4 separate regions of the Mus musculus genome follow, and regions 2, 3 and 4 are each linked to region 1. Evidence: chromatin contacts called from public Hi-C and HiChIP or PLAC-seq data. All regions are on one chromosome and are shown on one strand. Each heading gives the region's core, a stretch centred on a gene start, on an enhancer-like site or on the middle of the called end of the contact. The rest is flanking DNA. Distances are from core to core; before and after follow the strand shown.

Region 1 (6,448 bases), core at 2,413-4,912:
GGCATCTGACTATTCTCTCTCACATCTACAATAAAAACCTTTGCTTCAACCATACCAAGGAACAGTCATGTCGTCAGTGTCTACAGGGCCTTACATGTGTGAGGACTAGAACTTGGGACCGAAACCTGACTCAGGGCTCCCTTTTGCATTTCGCCCTAACCCGCTCTGAGCTCATTGGATTGGGCTGTGATGGTTGCTGCTGTTGTAGAGCCCTGCCTGTGTTGGTTGGATGGCTAACCAGCCTTGTCTCAGCAGGATCCCTGGCTGAGAAACTGGAGTTCTGCAAGGTGAGCCTCAAAGCTAGAGGTCCTCCCTACTCTGCCTCAGTGTCAGAGAGCTGGACTACCCTGCTGTGGCAGCTGCCAAGTTTGCAAACCAGTTCTGGGTGGCACTTCCTCTTCCTGAGGTCCAACACACTAGAAAAATGGAATTCAGTCTGTCCCCAGGGGCTATGTACTTTGAACAATGCCAGGAAAGGAAACCAGACTCAAAGGCAGTTGGGGTTTTTCTTGTTGCTCTTGGTGGCAGGGGCCGGGGGTTAAGATGGGTGAGGCCCCAGGGGCAAGGTAGTTAGTCATTTTGACCGCTATGGGGGAAAAGGATGCCCAGGTTTGACAGGCCCTTCCCAACTCCAATAAGCAACTGTGGCTCACTGGTGTGTTTGTGCTGGGTCAAGCACATCACACTTTGAGCCTGTTAAGCCAACAGCCCCTGTGCGATCCACTTGCTACACTATTTCTCAGCTAAGGCATGATATTCCAGGGCTTTGGTGTGCTCTACTCCGGTGGTTCTCAATCCATGGGTCCCGACCTCGTTGGCAACCCTCTATCTCCAGAAATATTAACACCGTGATTCCTGACAGTAGTGAAATTCCAGTTATGAAGTAGCAAGGAAAATAATTTTATGGCTTGGGGGGAGGGGAGGTCACCACAACACAAGGAACTGTATTAAAGGGTTGAAGCATTTGGAAGGTTGAGGACTGATGCTCTACAGCAAAGAGAAGGGGTTGACTCTCTTCTCTGTGACTTCCTTGCTCTCCCCACTCCCTTGTGTTTAGTGACTTTGAGCCTTTTTTGCATTAATTTTCTTCATTTATTTATTTTGTCATTTATTTCATAAGGCAGCCTGGGAGTGTCACAGCGCAGCTGTGGAGATCAAAGGACAGCTACGTTGAGGTCAGTTCTCTCCTTCCACCATGTGGGTTTCCTGGAACACAGCACAAGTTGGCAGGTTCGGTGGCAAGTGCCTTTACCCTCTGAGCCATCTCACATGAGTGGATGGAAAGATGGGTGCCCCATAATCAAGGCTGGAAACCTTCTCTAAGGGCTTCTCTAGGGCTTCTGTCCCATCTCTAAGGGAAGAGGAGGATGCTGCAGTGAAGTCCAGGTGCACATGCACACACATGCACACGCACACACAGACACACACAGACACACACAGATACACACACACACCAAACAAAACCAACCAACCAACCACACACACACACACACACACACACACCAAACAAAACCAACCAACCAACAAACTAACACAAACCCCAAATCACATGTGATAGCTCACAACTATAATTCCAACAGTCAGGAGGCAGAGGCAGGAGGATCTCTCTCTGTGAGTTTGAGGCCAGCCTGGGCTACACAGTGAGTTTCAGGTTGGCCAGTGCTACATAGTGAGATCTCATCTCAAACAAACAAGAATACAATCCCACAAAGATAATATATGTTGAAGTTCCTTAAAAAAATACCAAAGTGTCATATAGTCATTATTTCTTTTTTTTAAGATTTATTTATTATTATATCTAAGTACATTGTAGTTGTCTTCAGATGCATCAGAAGAGGGCGTCAAATCTCATTATGAATGGTTGTGAGCCACCATGTGGTTGCTGGGATTTGAACTCAGGACCTTAGGAAGAACAGTCGGTGCTTTTAACCATTGAGCCATCTCTCCAGCCCTAGTCATTATTTCTGAGAAGAGGCCCGTGTTTCATGTGTTTGATGTCATCATGATCTCTTTCATGAGTGATTTAGTGGTGGCACATGCCTTTAGCCTCAGCACCAGGGAGGCAGATCTCTGTGAGTTTGAGGCCAGCCTGGTCTACATATTGAGCTGCAAGGAGACCCTTAAGGAGACCCTGTGTCTGAAGGGATACATACCTGTTGGATGGTGATTGGTGACAAGAACAAAGCCAGTGGCCACTGTGCTGGGACAGCTGTAAGGTGGCTCTCAGCATGAGGTTGGTAAAGTGCTGACCTAGTGCAGGACATCTGCGGGGGTGGGATGAGGTGGGGGGACACAATGTAAAAGGGAACAGTGGCAAAACCTGTAAACTGAGCCCCGGGGAGTTAGAGGCAGGAGGATCAGAAGGTTGGTCCCTGCTAGAAGATTGAGGTAGCCTGGGCTACATAAAACCAAGTCTTTTTGTTTGTTTGTTTGTTTGCTTGCTTGTTTATTTATTTATTTATCCTTCAAAACAGAATTTCTCTGTGTGGCTCTGGCTGTCTTGGAAGTCCTTCTGTAGACCAGGTTGGCCTCAAACTCAAGAGATTCACCTGCCTCTGCCTCTTGAGTGCTAGGATTAAAGGCACCCAGAAGAAACCAAGTCTCTCTCTCTCTCTCTCTCTCTCTCTCTCTCTCTCTCTCTCTCTCTCTCTCTCTTTCTTTGGACAGGGTTTCTCTGTGTGGCTTTGGCTGCCCTGGAATTCTCCTTGTAGACCAGGCTGGCCTCAAATTCACAGAGATCTGCCTACCTGGGCCTCCTAAGTGCTGGGATTACCAGCCTGAAATCAAATCAAATCATCAAATCTTAAATCTCTCTCTCTCTCTCTCTCTCTCTCTCTCTCTCTCTCTCTCTCTCTCTCTCTGTCAGAATGGAGAGGTGGTTTAGCAGTTGAGAGCACATATTGCGCCTACAGAGACTGGAGTTCAGCTCCCAGCAACCCACATAGCCACAACAGCCTGTGACTCCAGCTTCAGAGAATCCTATGAGCTCTAGCCTCCCTGATCCCCTGTATTCACAGAAATGGATTCACATAAACACACACATATACACATAATTTAAAAATAATATTAAAAAAATTTTTTTGGACACAGATCTCACTGTATAGCCCTAGCTGGCCTTGAACTAATTCAGAGATGTAATTTTGTCATTCTGCCTTCCTAGTTATGGGATTAAAGGTATGGACCGTTAAGCGGAAAAATACATTTTTTTTTCCCCAGAAAAAAAAGCAACGAGTTTTAAAGAACACAGTCTTCCAATTTAAAAGCCAAGATTTCAGTTCTCTAGTGCCCAGTTACTCTTTGAAACAAACTTTTGAGCCTGGCACTGTTTTGCAGAGATGGAAACTGAGGCTGCGGCATTTAAGATAGGAAACAATGTACTACTAAATTCAGCTCTGTCAACCCCGAGTGGGTGAAGATAATCAATGCATGCATGGTATCTGTATGCAGTAGGCGCCCCATAAACTCTGATATTCTTGGGAAATTTCTGTTCTCTTGGCTAAGCGATCGCGGCCAGGCAGGTGGTACTGGGGCTGCCTCAGTTTCCCCCTGGTCGGGCAAGGCATGACTCTTTTAGGATGCTCTGGCGGGTCGGGACCCGCCTTGAGACAGGGCGGCGCGTTAAGGGGGGCGGCCCCGAGGAGTCACGTGGCGCGGCCGCCTCCAAAGCAGAAGTAAGGAGCGCCGCTGAGCAAGACCTGCGCTGCCGGACTGCCCGGGCCCCAGGCGGCTGCTGCACGAGGGACCCCCGAGTCCCCCCAACCCGTGGCTGGCAGGCCCAGGGATTGTGCGGGTGGCTGCGCTCCGGGGGTACCGCCAGGTGAGTAGCCAGGATGGATGGAGCTCCCCGGGGACTTGCGCGTGTGCGGGGACCCTAGAGCTGGCACCGCGTTGGGTGGGGACTGCGCCGGAGCCCAAGAGGGCGCGGGCAGGGCTGGGGTGCGCGATCCGGGCAGGTGGCCGGGTGTGCCCTGGGGAACCCTTGCTTAGGGACAGCCGGGCCCGGCCCAGCCGCCGGCCACTTCCTCTCCTGGGGCTGGCGCCACCTCTCCAGGGTGAGCAGTGGCCAACTAGGGTTTGAATGAGAGACGCGGCTCCGGGTGCTGGGGTGGCCGAAGCGTCTACCTCGCCACCGAGAGTCCTACGCGGGAGCCGCGTCCCTGCTTGCGGGGACTTGATTTTGAACAGTACTTCCCAGTAGTACACAGGTGGCTCCGGGGTGGGGCGGAGCAGCTCTTTCTCCACACGCGATTCTGGGACCCGCCCCTCCCGCAATTCAGTTCAGTTTGGGGATCTCAAAGAGGTCATTTGCCTCGCGGGGAGCCAGAATTCGAAGGGAAGGTGGGTTGTATCCGGACCTAGGAGGTTGATACCTGGAAAGTCAGGAGCAGGCCCTGTCCGTACCCTGATCTCGAACTGTTGAGAGAGAGGCTGGCAGGGCGAGGGGCCGACACGCCCTGGAAACAGGTGGCTTTCTCTCTGAGACCTAAATTTGAATTTCAGTTCCATTTATGTGACACAGCACACAGAGAGGAGCCCCCCCACCCCCACCCCCCGAGTCCAGGTTTCTCTCTTGGGTCCCGTACTAGACCAGAGCCTGTTTTCCGGGGCATCAAAGAGACTCCCTGCAGTTCCTGACCCTGGTGGCAAAGGCCCTTCCTGGTGGGCACAGGTCATGGCCCCTGCTCTTTGCTTCTGCGGGACACTTACAGGATGTTGGGGTCGGGACTAGCCCTAGGCTGTTACCCATTTTGCACGGTTGTGGGCAGCAGTGTAGCAGTCCCAGGGGATTTTGGCTGTGGATTTTTATTGATGCTTAAAATTACTCGGTGCTTGGCCTCCCAGGCAAGGCGGCGTGTGTGGGGTACTCTGAAGGAGCCCCAGCGGGGACCCTTTTGCACCTCCTGGGCGAAGTTGGTGGGAAGTTACTGGTGGGAAAACTTCTGCAAATAATTAATTTCGAAAATAGGCAACCCTCTCCCTGCCCTGTCTCCGCAAAAGGGCTTTTCTGTTTCAACTAACAGAGTGGACCCATTCATATGTCTTGTCCCATCCTCTCTCATTGGCCCCCTCTAGATTTACAAGCAATGCTTTCGAGATATATATATATATATATATCACTAATAACATTTATATTATAACTCATTAATTTGTAAGTTTCTTTTTTTTTAAATCAAAATAGCTCACAAATCTCCCAAGATCAAAATTGGCGTGTGATAATTTATAAATCCACTCTTTTCCGTAGCTTCTGTACATTTTAAATTTTTTAAAATTATTTTTGAGACAATCTCATTATATAGTTCAGGTTAGCCTTGAACTTCTGATCTTCCTGTGTCCACCTCCCAAGTGCTGGGATGATCAGTGTGTGCCAATACTCTTGGCCTGTAGGGGATGCCCTCCCCCCACCCCTCCCCACCCCACCCCCCACCCCCCACCCCCCAACCCCCCTTCCCCCCGTACCCCCCCCCCGTATCCCCCACCGCCCACTTCCCAGAGATGAGGAGCCCAAGTGTTTCTGGTTTTATGGTCCTGTAAGGATCTTTCCGGATGTCTCATTTTGCACAAGAGTGCTTGCTGGATCAACTTTATACTTTAGAGGTGCTTACCAGTGCCCTTAAAAAAAAAAAAAAGTCAACCCTGTTTTCACTTCCACGTGTACAGGTGGACATTGTTGGTTCTTGGATTGGACCTTCCCATGCTTTTAGGATGACCGTCAAATGAACCCCGATATCCCTGGTGCAGTGGGAAGGGCAGGCAATATTCAAGGGTTCAGCTGGTCCAAAGTCTAGTAGAATTCTTCCTTGGGTTTTTGGCTGAAATCCAGCACTGACCCACATGTGCAGAGACTGTTCAAGAGATGGATAGTCCCTGTTTCCTGTTTTGGGGTTCTTGTGTGTGAGAAGTTGGTTTCAAAGTGTGAAGGACATAGAAACGTGAAAAAAAAAAAAAAAAAGAAAAGAAAGAAAAGAGGTTTCTTCCCAGCACCACCAGCCATGTTTGTACTGACTATGTGAGTTGATCAGGTTACCCATAGTAGGGGTGGAGGGAAGGGGAGTCCAGGCTAATTCATTCATTTTGGAAAGAACAAAACAGAAGCAAAGAGGGAGTTATCTTGATGGCTAGGGCCCTGCTCTGGGAATACAGTCAGCTGGAGGAGACCTTCTTGCCTTGGGCGTTGGAGCTTGGAATACTCTGCCTGAACTGGCCACTGCCTGGTGCCCTGTCCAGAATCTGTTTCCAGTGTGGTGTTGCTTCAGGGCTTGGGATCTTGCTGGGGGAAACCTTTCCTGGGCATCTAACAGTGAGAAACAGTGGGGATGCCAGGATGGAGCATTCTGTATAGTGCAGAACTGTGCAACGGGGACCTGGATCTTCCACTTTGTAAGCTGGGTGACCTTGGACAAGCCAGTCCCCCTACCCACTCTTCAAAGAGTCGGCCAGTTTTGTTGGC
Region 2 (6,995 bases), core at 2,403-4,902, 290 kb before region 1:
TCCTAACTGCTATGGCCAGAAGCAACTTGGCAAAAGAAGGTCTAAGGTTTTATCCCTTGCTGTAGGCCAGGTGTGCCACACGTTCATGCCACCCAGGGAACTCGGTATCAGTCCACACCAGGCTTGGGTTGTGATGGGTTTCAGCCACATTGTTGGCAAGTTTCCCCATTGGGAAGCTTTCCATCAAAGAAGCTGCTGCAGAGAAGCACTTTGTGCTGCTGCTGAGATGGCTTCAGAGGAGGGCAATTGCCAAAAGGGGTGAGTTGACTGTGGTGAGATGTCCGCCCAGGACAGAGCCATGACCGGGACAGAGAGATGCTGATGAGAGCCAGGACAGCCATAGCAAGGGCTCTGTTTGGGTTGATGTTTGTTTGTTTGTTTGTTTGTTTGTTTTTAACTCCTGAAATGTAAAAGGCTCTCAGTCTGCTTCAGGCCCCAAGGAGACGACAGTTCCGTGTTTACAGCGACAGGTGATGGCAGTGTCACCAGTGCCTGGTGACTTGGTCAGTTCACTTTTAAAAACAAACAAACAAACAAACAAAACCCACAAACAAAAAAACAAAACAGGTTTTCAGTTCAGTTTATTGACACAGTAGCTGCAGAAATTAATATTTTATAAAATAAATCAGCAACTTAATATGGGATGCAATATCAACAAAAGCTGCTAAGTGCCAAACTATTATTTTGTGTGTGTGTGTGTGTGTGTGTGTGTGTGTGTGCAAAACTCTTGTTGAAGAGTAGGGCTGTATTTAATTTTATTTTGATGTTTCAAAGTCAGTCATACCTCTTTATAAGTCCTCTTTCAGCATTGTGAAATAGCTTGGCGCTCCTTCCGTGCAGGCTTGTTTTACCACCCCACTTGTGTCTCGGCGTCTGAGTGGTCCTTCCCTCCTCTGTAAGGCACTTTGACCGGATGCATGCTGTTGCATTTGGCAACTGAGGCTAGATCTTAAAATTTGAAACAAGACATCTTTGGGGGAAGTGCAATTTCTTTTTACTGGAAGGTCGTCTCTCAAACTACAGTAGGCAAATCAAGGCGCTCTCCTAAGCTAGGGTCTAAAGTAGGCTTGTTGCTTGTTTGCTTGCTTGCTTGTTTTTCTTTTTTCTGGTTTTTTTTTTTTTTGTTTTGTTTTGTTTTGGTTTGGTTTGGTTTGGTTTTTGGTTTTTTGAGACAGGGTTTCTCTGTGTAGCCCTGGCTGTCCTGGTACTCACTTTGTAGACCAGGCTGGCCTTGAACTCAGAAATCTGCCTGCCTCTGCCTCCCAAGTGCTGGGATTAAAGGCGTGCGCCACCACGCCCGGCTGCTTGCTTGTTTTTCTAACATATCAAACATAGATGATTTTTCAAAGATTTAAGTGCTTAATTTGAAATGAAGTTTGTTTGTTTGTTTGTTTGTTTGTTTAAATCTCAAGAGTGCTTGTGTCCTGTGAGAAGAAGTGTGCAGGGCGAGTGAATGTGCGCGCGCATGCTGTGCCACGTGACTTGGAAGTCTGTCTGTATGTTTACTTTTGAATTGTAGTCACAAGCTACATGCTCTACTGTTTCCTGGTGCTTCAAATAAGCCCTGAATCCGTCGACTTTCAGTTACACGGCTGTGTCAAACACATGTGGCGTGTGAATGTGGAACTGTTTTAGACAGTAGCCAGTTTTGCTAGGTTGCATCTCTCTTCCTTAGTAGGATTTGAAAAATGTATTTACCAACTAGTGGTTCGTTCTGGAAAGGGCTGGTCTAGGGCTGAGCGTGACTGCTCAGAGGAGTCTTGGTTCTACTCCAGTTGGACTTTTTACATGATCGGCCACCAAAAGAACTGGGGGTGGTATCCGAGCCTTGTTTGTGCTGCAGCAAGTGTTCTGTTATGTCGCTCTGAGCACTGCTGCTGAGGTACTCTGATGTCCAGGGCTCGACGGTGTCATTTTATTCTTTGTAAGTGGGAAGAGGCCACCCCTAAACAGGAGGGGGTGAAAGCAGAGCTATCCTTGCTGTGGTGCCTCAAGGTCTGAAAGGCTACCAGTCAGATGCCTGGGGAAACAGCTAGCATCTCTTGAGGGCTCCGCTTAGCATCTCCTACCCAGTATACTGCATCAGGGGTCCTGAAGTTCTTCGCGGAGTGTGACCAGCCCTGCAGTGCTGTCTTCTACAAGGCTGGCTTTCCTGATTGCACAGCTCTCCTGTGGCCAGAAAAGACATTGGATGCTCTGGGAAGGAGGGAGGTGGCTTTCACCGTGTGCACCTAGAGGCCCAGAACTGCCTGGGAAGTACCCACAGAAGGAAGAAGCAGAGCTTCTTTGTGACAATGAATCCCCTTTAGCTGAGGGCACAGAGGAAGCCCGTGACCGAGGAAGCATGACAGTTGCCTGCCCTGTATCACGCAGCAAATACTGAGCAACTCCCAAGGGTTGCGCTTGTGTTTCTGGGAACCTCACATGGAAGCAGGTGGGACCCAGCCCTCCCTGCCTGGTTTATGAAGTCACTGGAGTTTGAGTGAGGACCCTGTCTGTGTGAGTTGATCTGGGTTTGCAAGCAGGCACTGAGTCACAGCAGCCCAGCCTTCATTGTGGTGCTTTGCACTAGGCAGAGAGTGTTCTCGTCCATTTGGCTGGATTTTAAATGAAAAGCTGTGTGTATCAATGGGCCGGCCTACGGAGCAGGAAAACTAGGACAGATTCAAAAATGCCAAGTGCCTCGTGGACCAAGCACATGCCATGTCTCCAAATGCTTCCGTGGGACAGTTGAAGCCCCATGCACACACCTCATAATGCTCATCATGTTAGCGTTAGGTTGCTTTACTGCATCTTATGTGAGCTTAGAATCTTTTCCAGAACTTTCTGCTTTGATCGTTTCATGTCTGAGGTGGGTCCGGATGCTCTCCTCCTCCTACAAGGGGCTTTCAGATGTGAGCGGCAGCCAAACGCAGAAGCCAGACCTTGGCTTCCCAAGGGTAGTCTACTGATTCAGTGGGAACTTGACTTTTTTTTTCTTGGCACACAGGTGTTTTTATTTTTAAAAAGTATACATCACTGGTAGTATGGGTCCAGCTTCCAGAACCGAGCTTTCCAGCTGAAAAAACTGAACAACCTTCGCTTCTCCCTGTCAGTTAGCTGTTGGAAGTCTTAGGCTTTACTGAGTGTCTTCTAGAAGCAAGGTGGGGGTTGTGAATAAAGACTAAAGCTAACACTTCATTGAATTTGCCCCATGAAGTCAGAGGTGGGGGAAAACTGCCTTGGCAGGCTGAGGTGTCTTTCTGCCTTTTGAATAGTCCCCAAAGACTTCTTACAGCTCCACTGGCTATACACATACGGTTATGGGGTAGACATGAGAGCGAGCCCATTGGCCCGGAGAGAGAGGAACCGCCACTCAGGAAGATGACTCACCCCTGCCGCCTGTAAAGCCGTGGCGAGCTGAACTGTAGGCTTGGCTACCGTTTTTGCAGCTATAAGTAGCTCTGCCTTCTGCCTAGCGAATCCTGTCCCTTCTTTGACTTTTAAGCATTTTAGCCCTGACAATAGATTTAGGGGTTCTCTTCCGTCATTCTTCCTCCCCAGACACGGAGAAGATACACCTTAGACGCTGGTGCTGAATTTCTTTGAATGTCTTCTGGCAGCACCAGAGAAGTCTCTGTTGCCTGCTTTATGGCGTTTCTTGGTTAACTGGATAGGTAGTGCTTACATTCATTCCCGTTCTTAGTGTCTGCTGTCAGTTACCTCACGATGTATTGATGTAGCGTTGGACTTGGTTCCCTGACAGATGAAAAGAATTCAGTGTTCTGTCCTGTAACAAAAGCCTGGAAGCAAGTAGTGAGCAGCCTGAGGCGTTGGGTCCTCAGGGCGTGTTTCCCATCCTCCCCCCCACACACACACTTTTTTTTATACTAGGCACTTTAAACCTGGAGGAGCGGTAATTCTTCTGGGGCTACTGCAAGGTGATTACTTGAAACTCAACTTGAACTTGAGACATTTAAAAGGCTGTGTTTTCCTGTAGCAGAAAAGCGGCATATGCACACAGAATAGAGGGCTTAGTTTCTGTCCTTGTCAGGATCAGAGACGAGAGCGCGTGTCTGATCTGACACAGTTGGCAACTTAGGCGCCTGAGGCTGCCTGCTGTTAAGGTTCTCCAGAGGTGCTGTTGTTTCTTGGGAGTTTTTCCTTTTACTGGCTCCTCCCTCCGCTCTCTCCCCTTCAGTCCTGGTAGACCAGATGTCAGAATGAAGCAGATGTGTTCCAGGTTCAAGGCCGAGGTTGACCCTGAGACCTTGAATCATGTTCTGCTTAAAATCATGACTGGTGTGACTTGTCTCTCACACAGGGGACTCTCCTTCACTTAATCCCTGCATATCGGTTCTCCACACCACCAGTAACAGAGCCTCAGTGCCCCTGCCTCTGGTCTCCCCTGGTCCCCAAGTCAGGGTAAAGTTGCTGAGAGACCTCTGCCATTGGAGACCCTCTCCCGGGAGTTAGCTCTCATGGAAGTGGCCACAGTTGGACCTGGCCTACTTAAATGGAAGGCTTGGGTAGTCAATAGTAGTTAGAAGAACCCTGTGATCTCCTCAGAGCCGGACCCTCTCCTCAGCCCTGTGATTCCCTCACAGGCCTCATGCTTAGACTAACTAGAGAACGTCATGCAGTAGACAGTAAATTTGTGTGGTGATGCCTTTCACAGTTGGCCCAGAGACTAGAAAATGGCAAAGCTTTTCCTTAGGTGGCCGTATATGGCAGCATCTGAGCCCAGCTGAGCTCACAATAGGAGCGCCCAAGAGAACATATCTCCCCTTCCTGCTTTGGCCCCTGACCCATGCTGTCAGTTGTTCTAGGAACAGGTCCCGTGGCCAGGAGCATGGGCTCTGGAGTTGAAGAACCCAGGGCTGCAGACTTCTGATCTGTCTTCTGGTCTCAGGGCTCAGTTCAGTTTGTCTCTGGAGGAAGGGCAGTGTGGGTTTTGGCCTCTGTGGGCTCTAAAGAAAGGGTGACTGGGTCCTGGGCCGCTGTGTTACCCATCAGTAGCAATGGCACAGTTATTTCTTTGGTCATGTCTACTGTCCATGCAGACAGTGCTGTGAGACGCTGAGCCAGTAGGGTACTGGTTGGGAACTGCGCATTCCTGGCTCCTGTCATTGCCTGGCCCAGTGTCTGCCACCTCCTTAAAAAGCATCCAACATCTGTTTGTGCTGAGAAAGTCCTTTCCCTTCTGGACACACACCACACACCCCACCTCTCATCTCCGACATTGGGATATCAGAAACACACCCCACCCCACCCCAGACCTGTGCTGAAATGTTCAAGAGTGGCAGACAAGCCAGGCATGGTGGTGCACTCCTTTAAACCCAGCAAGTGGGTGATAGAGGCGGGTGGAGCTCTGTGAGTTTAGAGCCAGTCTGGTCTACATAGCAAGCACCAGGACAACTAGAACTCTATAGAGAAACCCTGTCTCCCTCCTTTCAGAGCGTGCCTGACGGAGTCCTCTAAGGATCTTTAAAGTCCTTAACCAAGGAGGAACTTTTCGCTTTCGCCAGAATATCAAGTTTGTCATCTAGGTTGACCAAGTAAACCTGGTGTTTTCTGGGCTGCTGGCCGAGGCTTAGCTTTAAGCCTTTAACTTGGATGGTGGATGTGGGAACCGCTACTCTTTCTGTGTGTCCGAGGCTTCCAGCCTGGAGGTTCTCGGCAGTGTGCAGCATGAGGCCTGAGCATCCTGGAGCCGTCCTAGCAGGTGCCCAGACCCTGTAGGGGCCTTGAGGCTCTGGTTCCGTGGTAGGGCATAGAAAGGAGCATTTCAGGCCAGTGGGCAGAACTACAGAGTTTCATTAGCTTATAAATCTTGTGCATTTTCTTCTTGATTTTTTTTTTTTTTTGAGACAAGGTCTTAAGAGCCTTCTGCCTCTGCTCCCACCAGGTCGAATGACGTTAGGGTGACAGGGTGCGTCCCGCAGTTCTGGCTGATGGTGTCTGCCAGCACTACCAGGGGCCCACTGTGCTCAGGACAGACTGTGTGGTGCTCTGGGAACTGTTTATTTAGTCAAAAGGAGTCATTCCATGGGTCCTGTGAGGTAGTTCTGGGTCCTATCTAGGCTTTGCCTTATGCCCTCCACTGCTCGTCATCACGTTAGTCCCTTGACACTGGCCACTGGCCACCAGCCACCATGGCAGACCCTTCCCAGGGTGCCTCATGGTCCGGCTTTCCCTAACAGTCCTTAATTCCCAGAGATCTCTTGAGGCCGTGATGCCCACCAGAAGCATTGTGCTCGCTTGGCGCAGGCTTTGTTAGAAGCTCATGGCTGACTACCCTGCTTACAGCTAGGGAACGGCACTCAGCTCTCCCAAGCTGGGCTGGCTGCCCGGGAAGGTGCTTGGCGAGCTCAGCCAACGTCCCCTGGGAGCCGGTGTGGTTCTCTGTTACCTCTTGTGGAACATTTCTAGGGAGCCCATTCTTTTGTTCCTATCCTGTCTCCTCTGGTTAAAGCCTGCCAGAGAGCCCCTCAGCCCTCGGGTAAACAGTGAGATGTTCCCTTCACCCCGGTGGTCATGGGAGAACACTTCCCAGATCCCCTCCCCATCCTCAGGGCTCTGGGCTGTCCTCCTGCTGCTGGAACAGGGTCCTTCCCACAGCCCTCTGGAGGGAGGGATTTGGATCTGGTCATCAGAGCATCCTCAGTAAACTCTGCTGGCTTTCAAGCCCTCATACCCTTCTCCCCACCTGGCTTCCTAGTTGCTTGAACTGTGTCAAAAAGAAACAAGGAAAGGAAAGCCAGCAAAGAAGCTTAACAGATAAAGCTTGATAACGTGAGTTTAACTCCCAGAACCCATGTGGGAGAAAGAGGAAACTGATTCCCACAAGTTGTCCTCTGGCCTACACACACATTCACACGCACGTTAATAAGTAAAAGGAAAATTAACTCAAGTGCTGGTGGCGCATGCCTTTAATCCCAGCACCCTGGTGACAGAAGCAGGCAGGTCTCTGAGTTCGAGGCCAGCCTGGTCTACAGAGCCAGGACAGACAGGGC
Region 3 (6,317 bases), core at 52-2,551, 260 kb before region 1:
AGTACACTGTGCCTGTGCAGATGGTTGTGAGCCTTCATGTGGTTGTTGGGAATTGATTTAGGACCTCTGCTTGCTCCGGTCAACCCCACTTGCTCAGTCCCTGCTCGCTCCGGCCCAAAGATTTATTTATTATTATACATAAGTACACTGTAGCTGACTTCAGATGTGCCAGAAGAGGGTGTCAGATCTCATTACAGGTGGTTGGCCTTCGGAAGAGAAGTCAGTCTCACCCACTGAGCCGTCTTGACAGCCCTGGATAAACCCTTCTAGTACTGATGGAGAAATTGAGTCACCTTCTTCCTCATGAGTCTAGGAAGTCATGAGTATGTCCAGTGAGTGTTCTACAATGAGGCTGAGGAGAGTAAGGAAGACTTGGTCTATGCAGAGAACATCCAGGAGCAAGGTCCCTCAGCCTGGGAAATAGCTCAGGGGATTGGGCTCTGCTTCCCATTGAACCGTGCCCATCCCTAGAAGACATAACCCCCAGCACCTCTGAATTTGACCTTATTTGGAAGTGGGTTGCTGTAGATGTCATAAGTCAAGATGAAGTCATGCTGGGTGGGGAAGCATCTTTATAAAAAGGGGAAGCCGGGACACAAGACACCCAGGGAGGATGCCTTGACTGTGGAGGCAGAGATGGGGTGAGGTGTCTGTGTGTGTACCAGCCAAGTCACGCCAAGCATTGGCAGATTGGCAGCAGAGGCCTCTTCCAGGGAAGGAATTATGCCAGGCACCTTGATGTCAAGCTTGTAGTCTCTGTAACAAGGGGTTTCTGTGGTGTAGGGTACCCTCACATCTGAGTGCAAAGTCCTCTGTTAGGGGAACAATGAGAAGCTCTAGGGGCAGGGGGTGGCCAGGAGGAGGCTGGGGGAGGGGGGCAGAGACTTGGCCTTCTTTGAGCCAAGTGACCTAAGTCTCAGGGGTCTGAATGGGTGGATGAGCAGGTGTATCCAGTTTCTTACCCGGATGCTTGGATGTGGGGACCAGCTTTGTCGGGGTAGGGGGATGGGGGTGGGGGTGGGGGGACGGTGGGGAAGCAGACCTGACTGTCCAAAGCAAGCGGCCAGCCCAGACTTGAAGAGAGTGAGCAAGGGATAGAGAGAAGATGGGTGTGTGGTCCTGCCCTAGGCAGAATTCTCCCTCAGAGCCTGGAGTTTTGGAATTCTTCTCATTGTATCTATCTCTAAGAATCACATGTGCAGCCCCCACCCCACCCCCTCATATCTCCCCACCTCTCCTCTGATGCGGGATCTCACACACCCCAGGATAACCTTGAACTCCTGACCCTTGTGCTTCTGCCTCCTGAGTGCTGGGATTACAGGCAGGCAAGCAGTGCTGGCTGGGGCTTTGTGCATTCAAGGCTACCAGCTAAGCTACAGCGCTGTGACCTCTTTATTTGTCTCTTGATGCACATTGACCCCAGGTGGTCCCGGTGATCTGAAGCCAAATTATGTGTGGCCAGGCTTCAAGTGAGTAGCCCAGCCTTTTCCTCAATTCCTGGTCTAAATGCAAAAACAAAAACAAAAACAAAAACAAAAACCGCAAGGATGGGCAACAAAATCGAGGGCTTTTATCGAGTGCTTTTTCCATTCTCGGCTGTGAAATGTCAGATCTCAAATTCTTTCACCATCTTCACGATTTAAAAAAAACAAAACAAAACATTTATTTTAATCGTTTTAATTTTTTGAGACAAGGACTCACTGTAGTCCAGGGTGACCTCAATGTCACTATGGAAACCAAGGATGGCCCTGAACTCCTGATCATCCTGTCTCTGCCTCCCAAGTGCTAAAATGACAGATGTTGAAGCCTCCCTCCATGCCCTGTTTATTCTGTGCTAGAGACTGAGCCCCAGACCTCACTTGTGCTGCGCAAGCACTCTCCCAACCAAGCTGCAGCCCAAGTCAGTCCTTTTGATCATTTAAAAAAAAAAATTCATTTCAAGCCTGAAGAGATGTCTCAGCCGTTAAGAGCACACTTTGGCTGCTCTTCCAGAAACCCAGGTTCCATTTCCAGCACCTACAGGAGGGCTCAGAACTGTCTATAATTCGACTTCTAGGTCTTCTGACACCCTCACCCAGATATATGTACAGGCAAAACAGCAATGCACATAAAATAAAAACAAATGATACATTAAAAGAAAATAACTCAGCTGGGCGTGGTGGCGCACGCCATTAATCCCAGCACTTGGGAGGCAGAGGCAGGTGGATTTCTGAGTTCGAGGCCTGCCTGGTCTACAAAGTGAGTTCCAGGATAGCCAGGGCTACAGAGAAACCCTGTCTTGGGGGGGGGTGGGAGGGGGGAAGAAAGAAAGAAAAGAAAAGAAAAGAAAGAAAAAACAAAAACAACAACAAAAAAAGAAAATAACTCTTTAATAAAAGAAAAACAAATTAGAAGTGAAAGACTGGAGTTAAAATAAGACAAGCAGATGTGGTCCTTATGAGAATGGGTCTGAAACCAGTTTGGTCCTATTCAAGCTGTTTAGCCTTTTTTTTTTTGCCTCAGTTTCCTCATCTGTACAATGGTCATACTTTTCATTGAGTTTGTAGGGATTAATTACTTGATTTAATTAATAAGCAAATATATGCAAATCGTTTACAGAACTGCCAGGTACACAGTAAGTACTATGCCAGTCTGAGTTAGTTCTACTAACAACATGGCAAAGGTGGTGGCCTACTTCTGCACTTGAGAGATGGAAGAAGATAGATGTTAAGTTTGCTGCCACCCTGGGGACCCTGTGTACTAGCCACTTTTCCTCTTGCTTCCTGTTGCTGAGACAAAGTAACCAAAGAAGCTTAAGGAGGAGTTTATCATGGCTCACAGTTGGAGAGGACAGCTGGCCAAGGCAGAAGGGTGTGGGGACAGAAGTGTGCAGCCCAGCTCACATTGTATCCATGGCCAGAGACTGGGGTGTGGGGGGATGGACAGGGAGACAGAGACAGAGACAGAGAGAGACAGAGCGATAGAGACAGTAAGAGAGAGAGGCAGAGAGACAGAGACAGACACAGAGAGAGACAGAGATACAGAGAGATACAGAGATTAAGAGAGACAGACAGGGGCTGGAGAGATGTCTTAGTGGTTAAGAGCACTGACTGTTCTTCTAGAGGTCCTGAGTTCAAATCCCAGCAACCACATGGTGACTCACAACCATCTGTAATGAGATCTGATGCCCTCTTCTGGGATGTCTGAAGACAGCAACAGTGTACTTACATATAACAATAAATAAATCTTTAATAAAAGAGAGAGAGAGAGACAGACAGACAGACAGACACACACACAGAGCAAGAGAGCACACTCTTAGTTTACCTTTTCCCTTTTATTCAGACCAGCATCTTAGCCCATGGGATGGTGCTCCCACATTAAGGGCATATCATCCCGGCTTAGTTAACTGAATCTAGAAACCCCCTCACAGACATGCTGGGAGATCTACCTCCTAGACGATTCTAGATGCTCCAAGTTGGCAATCAAGATTAACCATCATGCACACACACACACACACACACACACACACACACACACACACACACAGAGGGTTGGGAATGTATTCTACTGACCCCCCACCGCCCCTGTGTCTGTCCTTGTCATCAATTTTATTGGTCTGTTCTCATGATGTCATAGCTCATGTAGGGAAAGCCAGATGTGGGGATGTTTCTCATGGTAGAATACCATGGGCAAGGCCCTGTGTTTAGTCCCCAGCATTACAAAATTAAGAAAGCTAACAAAGGAATAAAATAAAAGCATGTACTAGACTGGATTGCAAGAAGGAAGAAGCAGCTACTATATGTATTAGTATACTTCTCTGGGGGGGACTCGGGGGTCCATTCTACTCAGATCACGGTGAATCACCTCCAGGGGACAATCACCACCAACCATACTTGCACAAGGCAGCTCAGACACTGGCGGCTGGAATAGGCATTTGTTCCAAGCTGGGCCAAGCAAACCCTTTCCTTGGAACTGAGCCAAAAGTACCCTAGGTCAGTTTGAACTCCTCTGTAGAATGCCAAGGCCACACTGCAGGGAAGGCCAGTCTGACAGGGAGACAGAAGGAAGGCCCCTAGATCTGTGTGGTTCTGGCCACTGAGGCTCTGTGTGACACCTAGGGCTGTGTAAGCCACGCCCTCCCCTTGTTAAAGCTGCTCTGATTGGTTTCTGTTGTACTACGTGTCACTACCTCTTGGTCTTGCCTTCTCTGTGGCTCTGGATATCCCCTTGCATCTAGAGGCAAGGCTCCTCGGAACTACAAGAAAACATTCCCTCTTTCCCCCCTCGCTGAGGACGTGGGCACATGTTCATGAAGGTGAAGGAGAGAAGGGCTTGAGACGCCGCGTCCTTCGCACATTTATTAAGACCGACTAACCCTAAGCCCTGTCTTGAGCTCCTGAACACATTGTCTCGTCTCACAAGAGCCTGGTTTCAGGGACATGGAAAGACTTGTTGGTTCTATCCAGCTAAGGAGCAGAGAGCGAGAACTTCACTTCCTTCTGAAAGGTCTTGCTATCCTTGTCTCTTGGATGGATTTCCTCTACTCTCTTGAATACCTAAGCTTCTTTTTTTTCTAACATAGCCCAGGCTGGCCTCAAACTTCCTACGTAGCTGAGGTTGTTGGGTGTTTGCTGTTTGGATGAGGTTGTTCGGACGATGCGGCTGAACGCCTCATGCACCTATGTTCAGGTCCTGAGTGCTTAGACGGTAGACATGCGCTTCTATGCCAGGTTTACAAAATACTTGGAATCAAATCCAGGGCTTCCTGTATGGTGGGCAATCTCCAGACCTTGTCTCAGCTGCTGCTTTGGCTTCCTCTTCCTCTTCTTCTTTTCTTCTCCCTTTTCTCCTCTTCCTCTTTATTATTATTATTATTATTAGTTTGTTTTGGTTTTCGTTTGTTTGTTTGTTTTTCCAGAGACAGGGTTTCTCTGTATAGCCCTGGCTGTCCTGGAACTCACTCTATAGACCAGGCTGGCCTCGAACTCAGAGATTCACCTCCCTCTGCCTCGCTCCAGTGCTGGGATGTAAAGGTGACTGCCAGGTGCTTCAGCTTCTTAATACACACAATGAGTTAGCACTGTTACCCTTGCTCAGCGACGGACTGTGTAGAGGGGTCGGTGAAGGAGTGGGGGTGAGTCTGGAAGAACAGCACACTGGAGACACCTTCACACCTTTCTTCCCTTACCTCTTAACAACTGACTCAGGGTGGATGGAGATGGAGGGGAAAGGAGGTCATGTGTGCACTGGTCACTGTGAGCAGCAGCCACAGAGAAGGGAGAGACAGAGAGAGAGAGACAGAGGGAGAGAGGGGGGGGCATTAATGTGAGATATGTAGAGGTTTTTCTTCAAAAAAATAATTAAAATTAAATAAATAAATATAAGTAAAATAAAGTAAAAAATAATAAAATAATTAAAGGTGGTGCCACACCTTTAATCACAGCACTTGGGAGGCAGAGGCAGGCAGATCTCTGTGAGTTTAAACCCAGTTTCATCTACAAAACAGAGTTCCAAGATAGTCAAGGCTAAACCGGGCGTGGTGGCGCATGCTTTTAATCCCAGCACTTGGGAGGCAGAGGAAGGCAGATTTCTGAGTTCGAGGCCAGCCTGGTCTACAGAGTAAGTTCCAGGACAGCCAGAGCTATACAGAGAAACCCTGTCTCAAAAAACCAAAAAAAAAAAAAAAAAAAAAGATAACCAAGGCTACACAGTGAAACCCTGTCTTGAAAAACTGATAGGTAGATAGGTAGATAGATAGATAGATAGATAGATAGATAGATAGATAGATAGACAGATGTTGCATGTGTTGAGGAGGCTGAGTGGTGGTGGAGGAAGCACTTGGGAGGTAGAGAAAGGCAGATCTCTGAGTTCAAGGCTAGCCTGGTCTACAGAACAAGTTCCAAGACAGAGAAACCCTATATCAGAGAATGTACTTTGTGTTCAAGAAATACCTGAAGAGTTAAAACAGGGAAAGGAGGGAAAGAAGAAATGAGAGAAGGAAGGGAAGGAAAAGGAGGGAGAGCGAGAGATGAGAAATGGAAGGAGGGAGGGAAAGAGAGAGGGGGGGGGAGAGAGCATCTACACATAGACTCCTGGTATCCAGAAGGACAGACTACACAGGAGCCAGAGAGCTCTGTCTCAGTCACTATTCTGAGACCAAGTCAGAGCCCAAATGCATGTATGTACCTGTTGGTTCTGCCTGTAGTACATCTGAGAAACTGGTGATTCCAACCGTAATGATGGAAGGTAGATCAGGAACTGCTTGTGCCAGGAAGGGGTGGTTGGGGTCAGCTGTGCAGAGAAACTTCCCTGGGGTGTGGGGTGCTCCATATCTGTAT
Region 4 (6,758 bases), core at 3,332-5,831, 360 kb before region 1:
TCAGACTCTTCAGGGCTTAAGACTGGGAAAGGGGGATGCAGGAGAGAAGTCAGTTGGGATAGTCCTGAAGTAAGAGTTCTGTTCCTGTTTGCACTTAGGGAGCCCTGGCTATGACACTGTGGTGGGCTCTGAGAACAAATCAATCAGCAGGGAGTGCTGTCTCAAGCACCCACCTTGCCTTCTCCAGCAGGCAAGTGTCACGGCAACTCGGAGAATTAGTTTTGTTTTTTAAGTAACGATTTGTCCGTATTTACTACAGTCCAGCACTGTCCAAAGCATTGGCCAGACACTGTTTTCCTTTCAGATCAACATTTTTATTTGCATTTAAAAATACAGAGCTGACAAGGTAGCTCAGGTGGTGAGGGGATGTGCCATCAAGCTCACCTACCTGAGTTTGATATCAGGAATCCACATGGTAGAGGGAGAGAACCAATTTCTGCCCTCTGGCTGCTGTATGCAGGCTGTGATGCATATGATGCAATGATGCAATGATGCAATGATGCAGTGATGCATGCCCCCCCCACACTGTAAAGATGCAGAGAGCAAAAATAAAATGATAAATTTTAAAATATTTAAATTTCTAAATGCAGAATATTTAAAGCAAAAGTTAAGGTGTACACACACAGACACACACACAAAGAGAGAGAGAGAGAAAGAGAGAGAAAGAGAGAGAAAGAGAGAGAGAGAGAGAGAGAGAGAGAGAGAAACATGTCCCAAGCCACTCCTATGAATTCTCTATGAATTCTTTACCCTACAGGAACAGGTCCATGAGAGCTCTTGGGAATTTTCCACTTTTATTTGTTGTTTTGCTTTGTTTTGTGTTTAGGATGCTGGGACTCAAATCACAACTTAGGTGTTCTGGGCAGGGACTCCACCACCCAGCTCTAGTCTTAGTCCAGGGCTTTTACTTTTAAAGCAACAAAAGAATTGTTATCATATTTTAATTGGTGGCATTAAACACCTTAATTTTATAACGTAAAACATTGTGAGATAGAACCAAACCAGAACATTTCAGGACTCTGAGGTCCTAGCCTTCTGTAAGCCAGGAGACCTGTGTTGATATTGGGGGAGGAAGTTTGGGTCTTCCCTTCTTGGGGCCGTGCTGCCTGGGACAGATGTCACTTGGGGGTGATGTGACAAGTATAAGTGTGAGGGCTGAATTTCCCCTCGGTGGCCTTCATGCCCTCTCACTTCTAGGGAGTCAGCATGGTTGCAGACACAGGTTCCCATCTTTCTCTTCTCTGCATACACAGATACTGAAATATGACATTCTCACAAAGTCCTCCTTAAAGTGGTCTGAGGAGAGCTGCTGGCCAGCAGAGCCTCTGTTTGTTCCCACGCCAGGTGCGAAGGATGAAGATGATGGTAAGAGTGGGAGAAGGGAGGAGCCCATGGACCACACTTACCCATCCAACAGAGGCACCACCCAGGGGCATCCCATGGTGGGTTGCCTGATGAGAAGACCACACTCAATTTTAATGTTGAGTGTAAGGTCAAGGGCTCCTACCACCAGGTTCTGTAATCCACTAGGGTCCCCAGAGCTCCCCGCCATCCCTTCCCAGTGGGTTTGGCTGTACTGTTCTCACTTCTGACAACCAAGCATTCCAGACATGGAAGTTCACCTGAGCCTCTGCATCCAGAGATTTTTACTGTGGCTCACTCATACGACATTCTGATTACCCTGAGTGGATGGCCTTTATTGTTCAGTCCCTTGCAGGCCAAGCAGAGACTGTGGAGTCCAAGGGCCCCATCGTAAATCACATTGTCAGCTGAGCATAGCATGTGTGCCTGAGATCTCAGCATTTGGGAGGCAGACAGAAGACAATCAGGGGTCTACAGTCATTCTCAGATATACAGAGAATTTGAACTACTAAGACCTGGTCTCAAAACACAACAGCCACAAGGTAGATAGGTAGGTACATAGATAGATAGATAGATAGATAGATAGATAGACAGACAGACAGACAGATGGATAGATGAGTGGGTGATGGATGGATGAAGTTGTTAGAATACACTACCTGACATACCTCACAGCCTCTGAAAACATTCTTATGGGTAAGACTGAACAAACAGACCTTCTTTGGGCACGGTATAAATTCTCTCCTACTCAAAGTCCATATCCTTTCCACTGAGTGACACACACATTCTCTCAGAGTGTGCAGCTTTAGTTTTAGAATTCTTTGCAAGGGCTGGCCCCAGATCTCAAATGACCTCTCTCATAAGCATGCAAAGTTTTCACAGCACCTGAGAAATGCAGGTTTCCACTTAGCCAAATTGTCTTATCCCCCTTTGGCTTCAAAAATGCCCTGCCCACAGCCCTCAGGATACCGGGGAAGGTAATAAGCTATGGGTAAGGACACCGCCCAGCCAAGCCAGGGATGGGGCTGCCCACACCTGCAGGGGAGGGCAGGCTGTCCCACTGAGACTGCCAGCTTCTTCCCTCAGGTGGGAGGGAGTGGTTTTCCACCTGGCCTTGGCTTCCTTCTGATTGTGGCCTGGCACACAGGCAGGGGGATCCCATGTCACTGTCATCTCTAAAGCAGGGGACTGTTTGCATCCACTCCTACTGAGGCCAGCCTCTTGCTTGGCTGGGCAGCTGCTTCTCACGCCTTCTCTCCATGGGTGTGGAGTGACACTGTCCTCATTTCATCCAGGGGAGGCTCAGAGAGTGAGGCAAATTGACCAAAGTCACGAGCTCCATATGCAGAGGTTGGATTTGAATCCAGGCCAATCTGACATCACCTGTGTTCAGCTACCACAACCCAGGTCGCTTGGGCGGCATCTTGGGCACTTACTAAAAGTTTCCTGACCCTGCTATACCTTGAAAGTGAGCACAGAGGAGCAAGGACATCCCAATTTACAAGCAAACGTTGGGGGAGGGGGGGGTTGCCAACGTAACCAGGAGATGAGTTGGATTCATTCCAGCGCCACCACAAGCCAGACATGGCAACACATGGCTTGGTTTCCTGGCATCTGAGTGGTAGAGGTAGGCAGATATGAGTTTAAGGCCGGTCTGGGCTACATTGCAAGACCTGTCTCAAAACAAAACAAATATGGCAATGCTTTTGAAATTCAAGACGTCCCTGCTCCACGGAGTAGCACACCTTAGCCCACACATCCTCCCTGAATTGCCTGGGTCTTTCCATACTTGGAGGTTTCAAGATGTTAGGAAAGGAGCCATTCCTCAAAACACATGAAAACGAACCAAGTGCTCCCATAATCCACCCTGCAGATCATCCCAGCACCCATGAGGTCAGGGGTTGGTGGGAATTAGCTTCACTGCAAAGATGAAGAGACAAAGGTTCATTGAGGCAAAGCGGCGCTCCCGGAAGTAGGTCTGCTGATTGCAGTTCTGGTTTCTCTTCTGCCAACACAGAATGGCATATATCCTCTTTCCTCCTGTTTAGATCAAGGATGAGTTAAAAGACCACAGGGAGACACCTCTGAGAAATGTTCTTTCCAGGTACACAAGGCTATGCATTGAACACTGTTAGATATCTCTTAGGACCAGGGATGGAGCCTATGGGGAAAGCAGCTGTCTAGTCTGCATGAAGGCCTGAGACTACACTCTCAGCATTACAAATGGAAATAAACTGGTTTTGGGGGTTTTGTTTTTTCTTTTCTTATAGGAGTCATTTTATCAGCCATCGTCTCTACGGATCCCCAAAAGCTGCCTTTTTTACTCATTCTGGATGCCAAAAGTTTTACGGAACTGGCTCGCGCCTCTGTTGATGCGGACATGCACCTGGACCTTCATGGTTTATTTATCCCAGATGCAGACTGGAATGCAGTGAAGCAGACTCCAGCTGAAACGCAAGAGGTTGAAAACTCAGATCATCCCACAGATCCGACAGCACCAGAACTGAGCCACAGTGAAAATGACTTCACAGCGGGTCATGGTGGCTCAAGTCTTTAATCCTAACACTCAAGGCAGAGGCAAGCAGATCTCTGAGTTCACAACGGACAGCCTGGGACAGCCGGGGCTACACAGAGAAATCCTATCTTGAAAATGAAAGGAAGAAAGGAAGAGAGAGAGAGAGAGAGAGAGAGAGGGAGAGAGAGAGAGAGAGAAGGGAAGGAAGGAAGGAAGGAAGGAAGGAAGAAAGAAAGAAAGAAAGAAAGAAAGAAAGAAAGAAAGAAAGAAAGAAAGCAAGCAAGCAAGCTAGCTAGCTTCATTGGTAGAACTTAGTTGTTGACACTGTCAACGTGGACAGCATTTAGGATCTCTTAAGAAACAAACTTCTGAGCCTGTCTGTGAGAAAGTTTCTTTATTGTGTTAACTGGACAAGGAAGATCCAACCAGAACATGGGCAGCACCATCTCATCCTTTGAACATCCTTTATTTCCTGAATAAAAAGGAAAGAACCTGTCGCTGGACTTTTGCTACTTTGTGGGTTCGTTTTCTTCTACCCTTCTCCATTCCTCTTCATCTACTTATCAACCCCCTTAACACTAGGGAGAAGAGAAAAAGGATAGAGAGGAGAGGGGGCGATGATATCTTTAGACTACTTCCTGCTGGCTAGAGGTACTGATTAGAGGCATTGAGTTCCTTGGGACAAGTTTGATCTTTGCCTTCAGGATATCTAACTTCCTCTTTTCATTTCTTCTCACATGACTACATGACAAACAGCAACCAACAGCAGTTAACAACCAACCAAAAACACTACCAAACAACCACAAACAACAAACAATAGCCACCAACAACCACCACAACCAACAGCCACTACAACCAACAACCAACAGCAACCAACAACAGTAAACAACACCAACAAACAACAACTCACCTCTGGGGCCCTACATCCTCTGAAAAGTCCCCAGAATTCCAAAGGTCACACACTTGCAGAAATGATCTGCAGCTGGCAAAACCACGCCCCTGCTAGAGCACGAGGCAAATCATAGTCACCTGCTTTAAGGGAGCCCCATAGCTCCATGCCTTGGATTAGAAATAAAACATATTCCCATAATATTTATGTGTTCTTTTAGAGAAACTAAAATTCTCACTGCAGAAGCCACTTGAGCACCAGCATTCACCCCTCTCAGCTTTCTGACTGTGGATGTAACCGGCTGCCTCATGCTCCTGACATCATGCCTTCCCACCATGATAGACTGTACCCTGGTCAAAATAAACCACCACCATCCCCCCTTAAGTAGCTTTTGTTAGTTACCGTCTCCCAGCAACGGGAAAAGTAAGTAAGCTTGCGCCTTTCTGTTGTTGGAGATGGTCATCCTGCTGTTATTCTTTGTTCAAATACCACAATAAACCACAGAGACAGCTCGAGTTCCATTTTATTGGAATCCTTGTTGAAAAGGCAAGTTTTTACCAGCCAATTCTAGTATATTTAAGGCAGCCCTTTCTTTTCTTAGAAAGACCTTGAGGAACGAGAAAAATACATCGGTTGGTGAGATAACCTGAGTTCAGACACTTGCCCCCCCCCCATAGCTATCCACATAAAAACTGGACATGGCCTTATGTGTCTAGATCCCAGGCTCTCAGGAGGCAGAGGTAGGAGGGTCCCTGGGGCTTGATGGCCAGAGAGCCTACTCAGCAAACAGTGAGGGACCCTGTCTTGGAAAATAAGGTGGAGCATGATGAAGGGAAAGACCCAATGTCCACTTCCAGTCTAACACATATATGCACATGTCCTCAAGTGCACACACGTATAGGCAAATGCACTTTAAAAAGACCTTGAATGTGAATCAAGAATTGTATTAACCATGTTATTGTTCTTGGAATAAGCACCTATGAACATGAAAAAAAGGTGGGAGATCATCCCAGCTCCTTCCTCCATCCACTCCATCCTTTCTAATGGACCAAATTGTGGATGTGGCCTTTTGGCTTTCCCAGGTATGCTCTGTTTGTAAGTCATGTGGCCAGAAGGGCATGGTGCCCTGTGGTCATTCCATGCAACGGGTAGCAAAATATAAAAGAAAAAAAAAAAACACCTTGAAAGCCTGTTGAGAGCTTGTTTGATTTTCTTTCTTTCCTTTCTTCCTTTCTTTCTTTTCCTTCGAGGCAGGGTTTCTCTGTGTAGCCCTGGCTGTCTTGGAACTCACTTTATAGACCAGGCTGGCCTTGAACTCAGAAATCCACCTGCCTCTGCCTCCCAAGTGTTGGGATTAAAGGCGTGCGCCACCACCGCCCAGCTGCTTGTTTGATTTTTATGTGGCTGCGTCTTCCAGTTCTTCGGAGCCTATAAAGTGGGGCTGCAGAACTTCACCCTTCCTGGCCTGTAAGAAGTCCTATTGTATGATCAGTGATTGCAGGTTCCTTCTCTGCAGGAGGGGGGGGTCACTGAACTGGCACTGACCGGATGAGCCATGGCAAAAGGGCCACAGTTCAGGGTGGAAAACCAAAGCCAGGCTGGTCTGAAAAACCAGCAAGAGCCACATCAGCCCCCAGAAGGGAAAGGGGGTGTCCTGAGCTATTTGCACTTCAAGGTGGACTGGTATGTGGAGCAGAGCAGAAGGAAAGCCCCAAGCAAGACAATGGCTGGGATGGAGGAGCTCAGAAACCAGCCAAGTGGCTTCCCACTTGATTGCTGGGAGCCCCATGGTCATTGGCGCTTCACTGTTCGAGTCTAGTGGGTACCCAAAGCACAGGTTAAATTTATACATGCATATGTGTGTGCATGAGTGTGTCAGTAGTTCTGGTGTTACCGCTCATATAAAACTGGTACCATCCTTTGTTCACCGCCATATACTTCGTGGTCCATCAGCACAAGGATCCTCACGAGACTGCCCCTCCAACCTCTGGTCCC

The links. A called contact is a pair of places that touch in the nucleus more often than the background predicts. HiChIP or PLAC-seq counts read pairs in DNA pulled down with a chosen protein or histone mark.
Region 2: a Hi-C map of bone marrow-derived macrophages shows a contact between it and region 1, with 27 read pairs. The contact joins the enhancer-like site here to the promoter of Plcg2 in region 1. A contact is called at or near these places in 7 of 39 promoter capture datasets (cranial neural crest, embryonic stem cells, frontonasal cranial neural crest and 4 more), 1 of 15 datasets of contacts at CTCF or cohesin (CD8 T cells), 3 of 484 Hi-C or Micro-C datasets (CD4 T cells and bone marrow-derived macrophages), 21 of 115 datasets of contacts at active chromatin or transcription factors (the 230-238 cell line, bone marrow-derived macrophages, double positive thymocytes and 13 more) and 3 of 9 other capture datasets (adipose tissue, liver and pancreatic islet).
Region 3: an H3K27ac HiChIP or PLAC-seq map of embryonic stem cells shows a contact between it and region 1, with 19 read pairs. The contact joins the enhancer-like site here to the promoter of Plcg2 in region 1. A contact is called at or near these places in 3 of 484 Hi-C or Micro-C datasets (CD4 T cells and bone marrow-derived macrophages), 16 of 115 datasets of contacts at active chromatin or transcription factors (bone marrow-derived macrophages, embryonic basal ganglia, embryonic forebrain and 9 more) and 3 of 9 other capture datasets (adipose tissue, liver and pancreatic islet).
Region 4: a contact with region 1 is called in a Hi-C map of bone marrow-derived macrophages, with 23 read pairs. The contact joins the enhancer-like site here to the promoter of Plcg2 in region 1. A contact is called at or near these places in 4 of 39 promoter capture datasets (embryonic stem cells, frontonasal cranial neural crest, hippocampal neurons and 1 more), 1 of 484 Hi-C or Micro-C datasets (bone marrow-derived macrophages), 15 of 115 datasets of contacts at active chromatin or transcription factors (the 230-238 cell line, bone marrow-derived macrophages, effector CD8 T cells and 9 more) and 4 of 9 other capture datasets (adipose tissue, embryonic stem cells, liver and 1 more).

Annotation. Positions count from the first base shown.
Region 1 is chr8:117,494,613-117,501,060 of GRCm38.p6, forward strand. It overlaps Plcg2 (phospholipase C, gamma 2), which reads left to right and starts at 3,663. Exons shown (of 33, transcript NM_172285.2): 1 at 3,663-3,817.
Region 2 is chr8:117,205,964-117,212,958 of GRCm38.p6, forward strand. No RefSeq gene overlaps it. Among named protein-coding and RNA genes, the nearest start is that of Cmip, 48 kb to the right of the region's middle. Within about 2 kb of position 3,653, at least 59 of the 459 cell types and tissues checked have an H3K27ac peak or open chromatin away from gene starts, as enhancers often do. A contact at or near this core is called in the 230-238 cell line, CD8 T cells, bone marrow-derived macrophages and 2 more, where this site is marked.
Region 3 is chr8:117,240,725-117,247,041 of GRCm38.p6, forward strand. No RefSeq gene overlaps it. Among named protein-coding and RNA genes, the nearest start is that of Cmip, 13 kb to the right of the region's middle. Within about 2 kb of position 1,302, at least 40 of the 459 cell types and tissues checked have an H3K27ac peak or open chromatin away from gene starts, as enhancers often do. A contact at or near this core is called in bone marrow-derived macrophages and embryonic stem cells, where this site is marked.
Region 4 is chr8:117,129,345-117,136,102 of GRCm38.p6, forward strand. Bco1 (beta-carotene oxygenase 1) reads left to right here. Exons shown (of 11, transcript NM_021486.3): 10 at 1,254-1,365; 11 at 3,630-4,376. The coding sequence ends at 3,916. Among named protein-coding and RNA genes, the nearest start is that of Gan, 25 kb to the right of the region's middle. Within about 2 kb of position 4,582, at least 7 of the 459 cell types and tissues checked have an H3K27ac peak or open chromatin away from gene starts, as enhancers often do. A contact at or near this core is called in bone marrow-derived macrophages, where this site is marked.